Regions from separate parts of the Gasterosteus aculeatus genome. Here region 1 is linked to region 2. Evidence: chromatin contacts called from public Hi-C data. All regions are on one chromosome and are shown on one strand. The core of a region is the stretch at or near the end of the contact, and the rest is flanking DNA. Distances in the headings are between cores, read along the strand shown. Region 1 has its middle 47 kb from the start of pdgfd. Region 2 overlaps dync2h1 (dynein cytoplasmic 2 heavy chain 1).

Region 1 (5,223 bases), core at 297-2,796, 64 kb before region 2:
AGTTGTTTGAGCAGTAATAAAATATATATCAAAGAACATAATTGATGTTCCTTTAGAAAGGGCCCAGGGAGGAATAGGCCGGATCGAGAGGTGAGTTTGCAGCAACCAACACAAACTCAAAAATGTAGCTGAAACAAGGTGTTGAGAGGAATAGAAAGAGTGATTTTATACTTAAGCATATGTATTGATCGGCCCGCCGGGTGGGTCCAGTGCAGCGGTTGTTAGAATAACACTTTTCTATTGTGAGAATTACAGAGAGACATAAATCGCATTTCTGTAAAAGTAGCTGCTATTCCTTAAAAGTCCACTGGGGGTCGCACTCTGTGAGTGAGCTCATGCGTTAGACCGGGAACCCGATCGTTCCCCAACGCAGAGCCGGTAGATCGCCTGCCATTGAAAAAAATCACGTCAGGTCATCACGCATGCGCCGCCGCTTCTGACAGGCGAGCGTCTCGTGGCGTTTTTCTGATATCGCTCCCGGTATGCAGCGCTGTTGTTCCGTTTGGTTACCGCCACTGCTCGTGATTATTATGACGGCCATCGGCAACCCGGCCCAAATAAAATTCTCCAAACGCAACTTAAACTGGTTGTATTAGTAAGATAAACATACTATGCAAATGTGTCCAAAAATGGAAATTCCCAAGCAGACGTAGACGTCGAAGCACTGCCGGTTTAGTCATGCTCAGAGCCGGGCGTGGTTGACCTCGTTTTCAACATCAGTCCTGCCTACAATGAGCTCGAAACCACTTCAAAATAAAACAGAAATGTCCAGAAATTTCAGACAACTTTTTACGATGATTTATGTAACAACAACATTGGAACGATCATAGAGCACAAGCAGAGCGCGCTGATTAAAGTGATATAAGTATAATTTCCCTCAGACAAACCATGGCGAACTTTCAGTACAAAACCCATCAAGCCACGGAAGCGAAAAATAATGTCTTACCTTTGTTGTTTTTCACAGAATTGATGGTTTTTGCAATGAGGTCTGAGATTGTCACACATTAAAGCACTTACAGGGGTCCCCCACATTCATCACACACACATAAAGTATTTTCTTATTATTATTATTATTAGAGTTTTTATCATGCGTGTGCCATTTTCGGAGAAGAAGCCAAAAAAGAGGCTCGTCCATCAAGGGGTTAAGTCACAAGTCTGTGTAATGTAAACTGGATGTGAGGAGAAGCAGAGTGTGCGCGTGTGTGTTTGTTTGTGTGTGTGTGTAAGTATGAATATGTGGGGAGAAGTCTGGAGAGTGGTTTCAGGGGGGACTTGACTTCCTGGTTCACCAACAGCGAGGAAGCCCTCAGTCGTCAATGGCGGTCAAAGGGGAGCGCTGCAGAAGCGTCTTCTATCGGCGCCTCCTCCACGAATCCAATAACCTCCACCGATGCCTCGACGTTCACAAGAAGGGTTGCTTCTCCGGCCGCTCCTTTGGCACCAGATGTAGAGAAACTGGATAATCAATTTAGGCTCCTTCGTTTCACCCTCAGTCCTCTCGCTATCTCTCTCTCTCTCTCTCTCTCTGCCAGTCAGCTGAGTGTTTTTCCCTCCCCCAAGCGCACAGGTGTGATTATTTCCGGAACTTCCTAACCCCACCTGCTTTTCTTGAGGAGGTGGAAACGGGCCGGTAAAACGACACTAAAGAAACATGCATAGCTAAAAAACATACACCCATTCTGTCAATAGATCCAAGATGCTTCACACCGGCCCTTTAAGACATATATGGTGTTTGATGTATAATGCCCCTTAGTTACAAGATGCATCGTCCCTCTGCCGTGCTTTATGAAAAGTACAATTTAATCAGTGTAATAGTTTTACACAAGACCACATTGACACAATGTTTCTCACAGTATTTCCAACTTTGAATGGATCACAGATTTTGCCGGTTTTTCATTCAAGCAGTCCACCGTATTATCAGCATTCAAATGGAAATCAGAGCAGTGTCTGTTGATGTGCTTTAACATTAACCACCAACAATCTCTATGGGGGGGAAAGGGGAAACAACAAGAACAGATCATAATTAAAACAGCTGAAGATCACCAGGATAAACGGGATGAACGTGAATGGTTTTCTCTGCGGTGCCCACTTTGCATCATCTTAAATTTCCATCAGGGACCTCATGCTGTAATTGGACCAGTGAAAGCAAGATGGAGAAGGCAAGGGTCTGACTTGTGTGGGCAGGAGGAGTGTTAAAAAGCATTTTGGAGCTATTAACACCATTTCTGTCCCTTCACAGCCTCTAAAAGCAAAGCAGTCAGACGCCGTCGTGTTCGGCGCTGTGTACTCCAAGTGTGTATCTGTCTCCAACAGAATGAGGGACATGGTGTTGGATGAAGATGAGTCAACCTCGCACTCATCTCTTGAAGAAGCCCTCCTTTCGCTCTGCGGGTCCATCATCGTCGTCTCTCTTTTCTAAATTGTTAATATTCTCCCCATTTTCCATCTATTGGGGAAGGATTTATTTATCGTCTCTGCTGGTGTTTTCTCAAATGAATGAATTTTCTTCTCTCCTTTTCTCCATCTAGACATACGCCTCCCTCCCTCCATACCTTTCTCTACATTTCCCTTTCGTTGTCCTGGCTTCTGGGCCCAAACTCTGAGCTGCATTTCTGTGGGCTTTGCTTCTGAATTCATTCATGAATTCATTTTGCCAACATTTCCTTCCGTGGATAAACCGGTAATGACACATGGACCGAACCTATACAGAAAAATAATAGTGTGTAGAAATGCTTATTGTAATTGTCAAGTCTGGTTAGTATTTAGATGCTGGAGATACATTCACCTCATCGTCTACACTCACACTCCTCCGCACGCGCAATTTGTGCAGACTGCCTCGGTCTGTCTGCTTGGATGACTTCATCTTTACTAATGAAACGTGTTAGTGACAGAAACGCGGTACTAATCCGGCCCTGGCTGCAGCGCTTAGCAGAATTACGCACAAACAAATGAGCAGAGAGGCAAACGGACTAATAGGCATTCAAAAATACCGGAGACACTCTGTTGGATTGACACCAGGAGTCTTATGAGAGCTGGTCTGAAATAGTGTGTTATTTTTCCTTTCACAGTAAAATACAGTGAATTAGATTTATACAAGTTTGACGCTTCAAAGAATTTTCCCCATGAAATATTTGCCAAACCTCAAAGATTTTCTAGGCACGTACATCAGTTTTGTGTTCCTCAAGTCAGGCGATTGAGAAGAGTTACTCGGAGACGAGTCTGGATATCACCGCTGATGCAATGCTGACGTTATAGACGAAAGACAAAGATAACAATCGCTCCCATCTCGGACTAAAACCCATCGGAAGCATATTCAGAGAAAACTGGATACGAGTAGGCCCACAGATCCACAAACATCAATTCAGAACAATGACGTGTGAACTTGCATGCAGCAAGCAGTGGACAGACGCGCACATACGAGGCCAAACACACGATCCTCATGGCAAAGATAATGCAAGCTGTGATGCTGTTCAAATCCTCCACGGTTTTCATGATGTGCAGAGTTGAGTTTTAGGGCAGATGAAAACACGGTGCAATTAAGAGAGGTCTTATCTTTAATCATAGCCAATCAAACGATTTATTTTGCTTTTGTTCAGACGTAATGTTCCCAAGACGTTGTCACAACAGAGAGGTAACTGACTGTATCATGTGAGGTACTAACGCATCCCAACTTTTAGCGAATCTTGGAAGCAGCACAATCCACCAAACATTTCCTTAGACTCATAAAGAAAACAACATCTGTGTATTATGCTGTATATGGATGCTGCTATGTGGGATAACAGCAATACACAGTGAAATTAGGGAGTCAAATAGAGGATTTTTCTTATTTTTCTCCCGAGATTTTAGATTTTAGGTGAGAGTTGGCTGGCGTCGGACCACATGTGGCTTGAATCGGCAGCCATTCACTGCGTGATTGTTACCGACACTTTCCCGACTGTGCTTCTCCTCCCACGTATATGCAGCCAAGGTCACGATGAGTCATCGAAAAGCAAAGTGGATTCAGGAGAGGAAGAAAAATAAATGATAAAACTGAGGAAAATGCAGTTTTTCTGGGGTAGATCCACTGTGACGATGCTGTATGCATTGTGACAAACACAGACACACGTTTACCTCCCGATATCCAACAGTCCAAAACTCCACCACCAACCAAAGCCACTGCAGAGTCTAAAAGCCTGTACGGCCCTTCAGAGGCCACGCAACGAAAGCTCAGAGACGAGACGTCCTGCGTCCTTCATTAACACAAAAAAAGCTGCATATTTATTCATCCATTTATAAATGTACTTACTTACTACTGTTTTTTTTGGAGACCCCAATGGTGAGCCACAGAACACTACCAATATGAGCCTGAGCATGTGTATAATCCTTCCTGCCCTTATGTGTGTGAGTGTGTGTGTGGGATCCATGGTTTGTCTGAAGGGCCAGTAGACGGGGCCATGGTCATAAATTTGCCCAGCCGTAACCGCAGTGATTTGCAAGTTCAGAGAACCATAAACATCAGCACTGAGAGGCCCGCTGCCCTCAGAGGAGGCTGAATTAAGAGGCGAGTGTGCATCTGCGCGCGTTTGTGAGTGTCGAGTGTGTTTGTGTGCGTGCAGACCCGGTGTGTGCGTGTGTGTGTGTGTGTGTACGAGTTTGCTCAAGGGCATCCCTTGCAGGAGATGAGAGGCCGAGTTTTGTGATTGGCCGAAGGTCTGAGGGGTCATTAATCTACGCCGCTCCATTGGCTGTGACGGCCGAGGGGAGGAGTTAGTGCAGCTGGTCAGTTATCTGCTGTCAGCTTTCTAATATGGAACATACTTCAATATTAGACGGCGAGCGCACAGCATCGCCGCGGCCAAACCGGAATCACTACAACACTATATTTCTCCATCCTGTCTCTTTTAGTTTCTCACTGTAATTGCTTAGGCGAAGCAAAGTCTCCCAAATAATGTATTTATTGTCCTGATGACATTCAGGATAATGATCCCGATGACTCCTGTCCTCTTCATCAGCATAACTGCAACAATAAACCAATGTGAGGAATCATTAGGAAGCAGCTTGTCCATTTAAAGTCATCAGATGTATATTGAATAATTGCGTATGTTATGTTGAGAAGATGAAATGTCATTTCTTTTATTGTTTGTTTTTTTAAATGGGGACTTTTAAGCAGATTGTGTATTTTTACAAATACAAAGAGAACAGAAAAGGGTAAAATAGGACCTAAAATAATTAAATATTTGATAA
Region 2 (5,807 bases), core at 647-3,146:
TGGCAAAGGGATATCTTTACGGATATTGGTCCCATTGGACTTGTTCCCTAGCTAAGAAGGTTTGAGTGTCCCTAGTTATGACATGTATATCATTCCTGTCAAAAAGCGCTCTGACTCACCTATTAATGTGTATATGTATGTGTATTTACCTGCAGTGAGGTCATACCGCAACAGGCTAAGGACCCATTCTGTGAGGATACAGGGGGTAAACAAGTAGTGGCTGTGGTCATCCACTGTGAACTTGGCTTTCATCTGAAATAGATATAAATAGATGATCATACAACATATTTGAATGATCAAATTGACTGAATGACGTCCCATATGGCTGCTTTGAAGTTAATAAACTATGGATGGCACACGTGTGACTCATGTCATGTTCACACTTTCAATATATATGTTGCTAAAAATAAAATGAACTGACATCGTGCCCACGTCAATACCTGTTCATAGAGCTGCACAAGAGACCCAGCCAGCTGGTGTGTTTTCCCTGTGCTGGCCCAGGACGCCTGGGTGCCCAGGCTATGCTGGAGAACTGGCTGCAGGTATGCTGAGTAGATAGTCTGCAGCTGCTCCTTGTCTGGATAGCTAAATGCAGAGGCAAAGAGGCAGAGAAAGATGAAGGATGGGGAATAAAAAGAGAGGGAGTCAATGTCTGGGTTAGAGCTAGACAGGTCGGGAAATGGAGATATGAGGGAAACATGAGCATTTTGAAAAGCATTTTTTAAAGGACAGGTTAGCAAAATCCACGATGTAATTGCAGGCTGCACGGTAATGTATTAAGTAATATTTAACCTACACTTGTACCATACTTACTCTATAGTGCAGACACGTACTATAGAGGTGAAGCGAGAGGTGAGTGAATGGCTCCCTACGGCACCTCCTGTGGACATGGATGCCACCACCTGGATGTTCTCAAGACTCACCCACTCCAGATTCTCATCATAGAATCCCTTATATGTCAAAACCTTGGGAAAGAGACGGGGAGAAAGAGAGAGAGAGAGAGAGAGAGAGAGAGAGATCAGACATATCAGAGAGTATCATCCATTCTTCAGTCACTACATTGCTCACTAAATTGTCTATTTGTGTTTTCATTCATGTGTCCCTTTACCTGTTGCAGGAAGGAGGTGAGGTTGCTTGTCCCCCATTTGTCAGGTTTGGGCAGGTTGATGTCTTTTAGGTAGAGCACCAGATTCTCGCAGTCTTTGGGCCGAAAAACTCGACCGGTGTTTGAGCTGAGCAACAGACAGGTCTGACCAAGCTTCTGCAACACGTGGCGAGATGACGTCTGAGCACTGCAGTGAACTACGGCAACTTGGGTGGATCGCAGCCGAGAGAAGGCGTAACGCAGGAGCATCCTAGACAGAAAATAATGAATTACAAAAAAAAGGTCAAGAAATGCATCATTTAAGAAGATGTGGCCATACACGTTCTAACAACGGCAGCCAAATTGGTAATTGCTGTGCCTCTTGTACGTGTCATATATGCTGAGGATAGTTCCAGGACTACAGGGTATTATGAGAGGAAGAAATGAGTGTTGGTGCTGCATTTGACACGAAGGTCGCCTGGGATCTCGAGAACAATGTTTGTCAGAACAGACCCGAAGGCAAAGGGAGACATTTGGTGGGTGCACACAGAAAGAGAAAATAATTGGGAAGTAAATCATATGCGGGTTTGCTCTTTCCATGTTTGTAAAATGATTATATGTTCTTTTGTCTTCTGATAAGCCTGAAGAACTCCTCATTGCCTCAGTGACCTTTCAGACGAGAGTGAGGCAAGACAAGAGACCAAAAGAGGCATTGAGGGAGTTTCTACTGCAGTGAGTGTAAAAGGCAAACTCAGTGAGCCTTGTTCCTCAAACCCCTGGGGAGGGAAGCGGTTACTTCTGAGGCAACGACTCTATGTGTAGACACACCCGCCAGTGCACATATACCACACAAACATGAACTACGCAGATTCTGACTCGTCAGTGCCTTTGCACGAAAGGTCTTGAATTTCATGCGGCTTTGATATCAGTGTTGCTTGGATCATTGTTGAGTGTAACCATTTGAGAGCATCTGACTCATTATTTATAATCCTTCTGTTGTGACCTCACTGACCCTTTTTCTATACACAGACACATTAGACACAGTAGATTTGACTGGAATATTGTCTGTTTAAAATATTTAAAGCGACTGACACCCCGTAAATGATATGAAACAATCGTGCTTTTAAATGAGTGAATGTGAGATTACTAAATAGTTAATCCGCAAATCAGTGAGATGTGCGAACACTACATCACATACAAACATGACATAAATACATATTCAGTACATATTGTCTCCATACACCGTACAAAATATTGCATGTGTGTGTGTGCCTCCTCCGTGTGACTACTGCATACTGAGGTTTGTGCTCTGCACTTGTTTGTAATTACCCCTTTCCGCAGCCCTCCGGCCCCACCACCATGAAGGGCTGCCTGTGCGGAGCTGTGAGCCACGGGGAGAAGCAGTGCAGACCTCTTTGCATGTCTGGAGTCTCAATAACCGGTAGTGTGCGCGTATGAGAGAGCTGCTCCAGCGAGAGACCCTCGGGACGGTGGAACGCGTAGGCTGCTAGATGGCCGCTCTCAGAGTCATAGTAGGTATCTAGTGGTTTCTTGGTGTCCGGTGGGCTTTCCCTTGCCCAGCTCAGCAACTGCAGAAGTACACAGATACAAGGGGAACCATTCACATCAGCACTGATCTTTCCGAGTAGTGGCATTACAGACGTTCCGCACCAGGTGCATATCCCGTGTAAGTGCTTGAATGATGACTCATCGCTATTTCTTTTCAGTAATAACTAAGAACTCTTACTGTGAAAAAAGTACATATTTAAGTTTGAGCCATGGATACAATTTAAATACTCAAACTAAGGCCACCATCTGTCCACATAAAAAAAAACTCAGGGGTCCTCACCTCTTTGGCAAACTCCTGTCTTGTTTTGAGGTTGAGGTTTCCTCCCAAACCTCGAAGGAGACCAACGATGAACTGACCTCTCTCTGTAACAGCACTTAGGTGGGAGAGACCGTTGAAGACTGTACCCACCAGACTAGTCTCCACCACAAAGTCATTCTGATGAAAAGTGAGAAGAAGAGAAGGGGGAATACAACTTTGAATAAAACATTTGATTAAATTAACGAATGAATTAAAAAAAACAAATGGTTCCTTCACAGGATATGATAACTTGAACCTGGCAAAAGTGTTTTGGGGGAATTAAATCTATGATGATAAACACTGGTCAGTATATGTTAAGGTCATTCATATCTAGGTTTTTTTTTAATTCACCATAATGACACCGTTTGATTTTTAAACCAGTGTGAGGAACTATGATAGTTTACCTGTTTGAGGACCCAGTCCAGGGCTCGTTGGAAGTAGTCTCCCAGCCAGTTTTCTAGGTTAGTGCAACACTCCGCTGGTTGACCCCTCAACCACGATTTAAGCAGGGCACCCACATCAATGTCCTCGTCACTAAAGTTAAGAGTGAAGGAACGGGAGACGAAAAAAAACAGTAAGACAAGCTAGTTGGAATTTGGTGCACTTGAAACCCGGAGGGCATCTGCTGACTGACCTGAGAAAGATCATTCCCATGCGGGATATGGTGGCTGGGGAGGCACAGCTAAGGTCATGAGTCTCAAACAGGAAGTTGACATTGGGTCCGAATTGGATGCGTTCACCACTTGGCATGGTTAACAGCCGGTTATCATCGAGCACAGAGTTCAAACTCTCGATCCATTCTGGGTCAATGTCACCGTCGCACACGATCCACGAACTCACCCCTAGAAGATACAAAAACACATGTAGGTGTACATTCTAAGGACATGCTGTACATTCAGAACATCAGTACATCCACATGATTGCTGTCTCTTTCCTACCCTGTGGTTCTCTGACCACATTCCTGGCACTATGTGTGAGGACGCCATCAGCCCATTCTCTGGTGTCCATGTCTATATGTCCCAGCAACTGCTGTCTGGGCATGGCCTTGGGATTCATTGTATACTGCTTCACCTACAAAAATACAACATTAAAAAGAGAGAAAACACAATTTAGGAAGATGTTTTTAACTGGCCCATGAAGTCTGGAATAATTGTATTGAGTGTGAATGTGAGATAACTAAATAGTTAATCAGCAAATCAGTGAGATGTGCGATGTAAAATTCTCAATATTGTTAAAACCTAAATCGTACTAAATGATAAATAACAGCATTTCGAATGATTTTGAGGTTTCATATAAAACGCGGTGTTCACAGTACTCCTTGCACTGGTTGGAATTTGTCTCCTACTCACCACTTTGCCCGTCTTGCTGAGTGCAGCTCTAAGCATCCTCCAGAGCGTAGACTTTCCTGCTCCACTTGGACCTACAATGACTACGCCCATGCGTTGTCTCAGCTGTTCATTCAGCTCCAATGCCTTCTTCAGCTGGAAAAAAATATTCAATTAATAGCAACCTCTTAATAAACTATCCACCCGCTGTGTCTCAGTTTTAATGTTACATCCTTTTTGCAGCATAGAGTGATCCCAAACGCTGACAGAGGATCGGGTCACATCATTTATCATGATAATAATATTTGTATAGTTGTTTGTACAGACAGACCTGGCTGGGTATAAGTTCCATCCGTGCCTCCTTGAAGACTTGTTCCAGTGCATGCATCAGAATCTGGTCCTCCACATCGGTGAAAATAACCCCAGAGAAGACATCTCTGACCAGAGCATCAAACCGGGAGATATCGGCAAATGTCAGCTTGGACATGGTATTCAGTCTCAATGCCTGCACCACCAGACTACTCTCCTCAACTGCAAGGAGACGGAGAAGATTGATAACCCTTGTACGTCATTTTTCTTTTGTTCTTCCACATGCCCCTTTATAAATGTGTTTTTTTATTCGTTTTTTTATTAACTAACCCTGTAATGATTTAAGAGTTGTCAATAACTAGCTTTTCTAAAAATGGTGGCCTTGCCTACAATGGTGGTGAGTTTTTTTCACCTCGGAGAGAAACACACAGGGACAACACAAAAAATAAATTGGCTACACAAATGGCTGAAAGTGGTGCAATGGCTCTTTGTGTGTATATGAATTGTTGTGTGTCGGACAGATAAAGTGCTGCTTATTGAACAGATCATTTTGAAAGCGAGAAAATGGGCACAAGAAAAGGCAGAGGAGATGAAAAGGAGAGACAGTGGGGGGAAGCATAGAAAATCAGAGGCATGAAAGGGAGATGGGGCGGAGAGACAGGGAGCCGCGAGTCAAGAAGAAGAGTCGAGAGCTGTATATCGACAGCCAGGTATCAGAGAGAGGACGAAACAAGAGGTCAGAAGAGGGGAGAAGGAGGCGAGGTAAAGAGGTACTGAAGAAGAAATTTAAAGGGGGGCATCTGGAGTAGATCGGTTTACATACCTTACGGTTGAGTTAGGTATGAGGTCATTTAGAAAAAAGTTTCACAATTGAATAAATACACTAAAGAAAACTAACTGATAACATTTCTTTTGTGTTTTTTTTGACAAAATGTAGTATCTGCAGAAGGATAATTCAAGTATGTCATGAAAGGATGAGATATGTCATGTTTTTTAGTCTGTTTAAGTTTTAAATTCATCCATGGTTTATAGTACGACTTTAACTTAATTTTCCAGTCATCTCGCATCATGTTTGGCAAATTCTGCCCCTTTTCAGCTGAATTTTGTTCAATAAATCATGTCACTCTTTATAAGTCCCATATCTCAAATACAGTCTCCCGTAATAAAAACATCTGCCTCTACAAGTGTTGTGATTCATGAGTTGTGATGCGGTTTGTTATTG

What was found. A called contact is a pair of places that touch in the nucleus more often than the background predicts.
Region 1: a contact with region 2 is called in a Hi-C map of skeletal muscle, with 2.0 times the contacts expected there. The contact joins two enhancer-like sites. A contact is called at or near these places in 2 of 6 Hi-C or Micro-C datasets (both in skeletal muscle).

Annotation. Positions count from the first base shown.
Region 1 is chr1:7,481,289-7,486,511 of fGasAcu3.hap1.1, reverse strand. No RefSeq gene overlaps it. Among protein-coding and RNA genes, the nearest start is that of pdgfd, 47 kb to the left of the region's middle. Within about 2 kb of position 1,546, at least 3 of the 9 cell types and tissues checked have open chromatin away from gene starts, as enhancers often do.
Region 2 is chr1:7,417,235-7,423,041 of fGasAcu3.hap1.1, reverse strand. It overlaps dync2h1 (dynein cytoplasmic 2 heavy chain 1), which reads right to left. Exons shown (of 97, transcript XM_078098449.1): 41 at 4,608-4,807; 42 at 4,301-4,432; 43 at 3,890-4,022; 44 at 3,586-3,793; 45 at 3,356-3,485; 46 at 2,934-3,089; 47 at 2,414-2,673; 48 at 1,109-1,355; 49 at 814-965; 50 at 441-585; 51 at 150-252. Among protein-coding and RNA genes, the nearest start is that of dync2h1, 23 kb to the right of the region's middle. Within about 2 kb of position 1,896, at least 1 of the 9 cell types and tissues checked has open chromatin away from gene starts, as enhancers often do.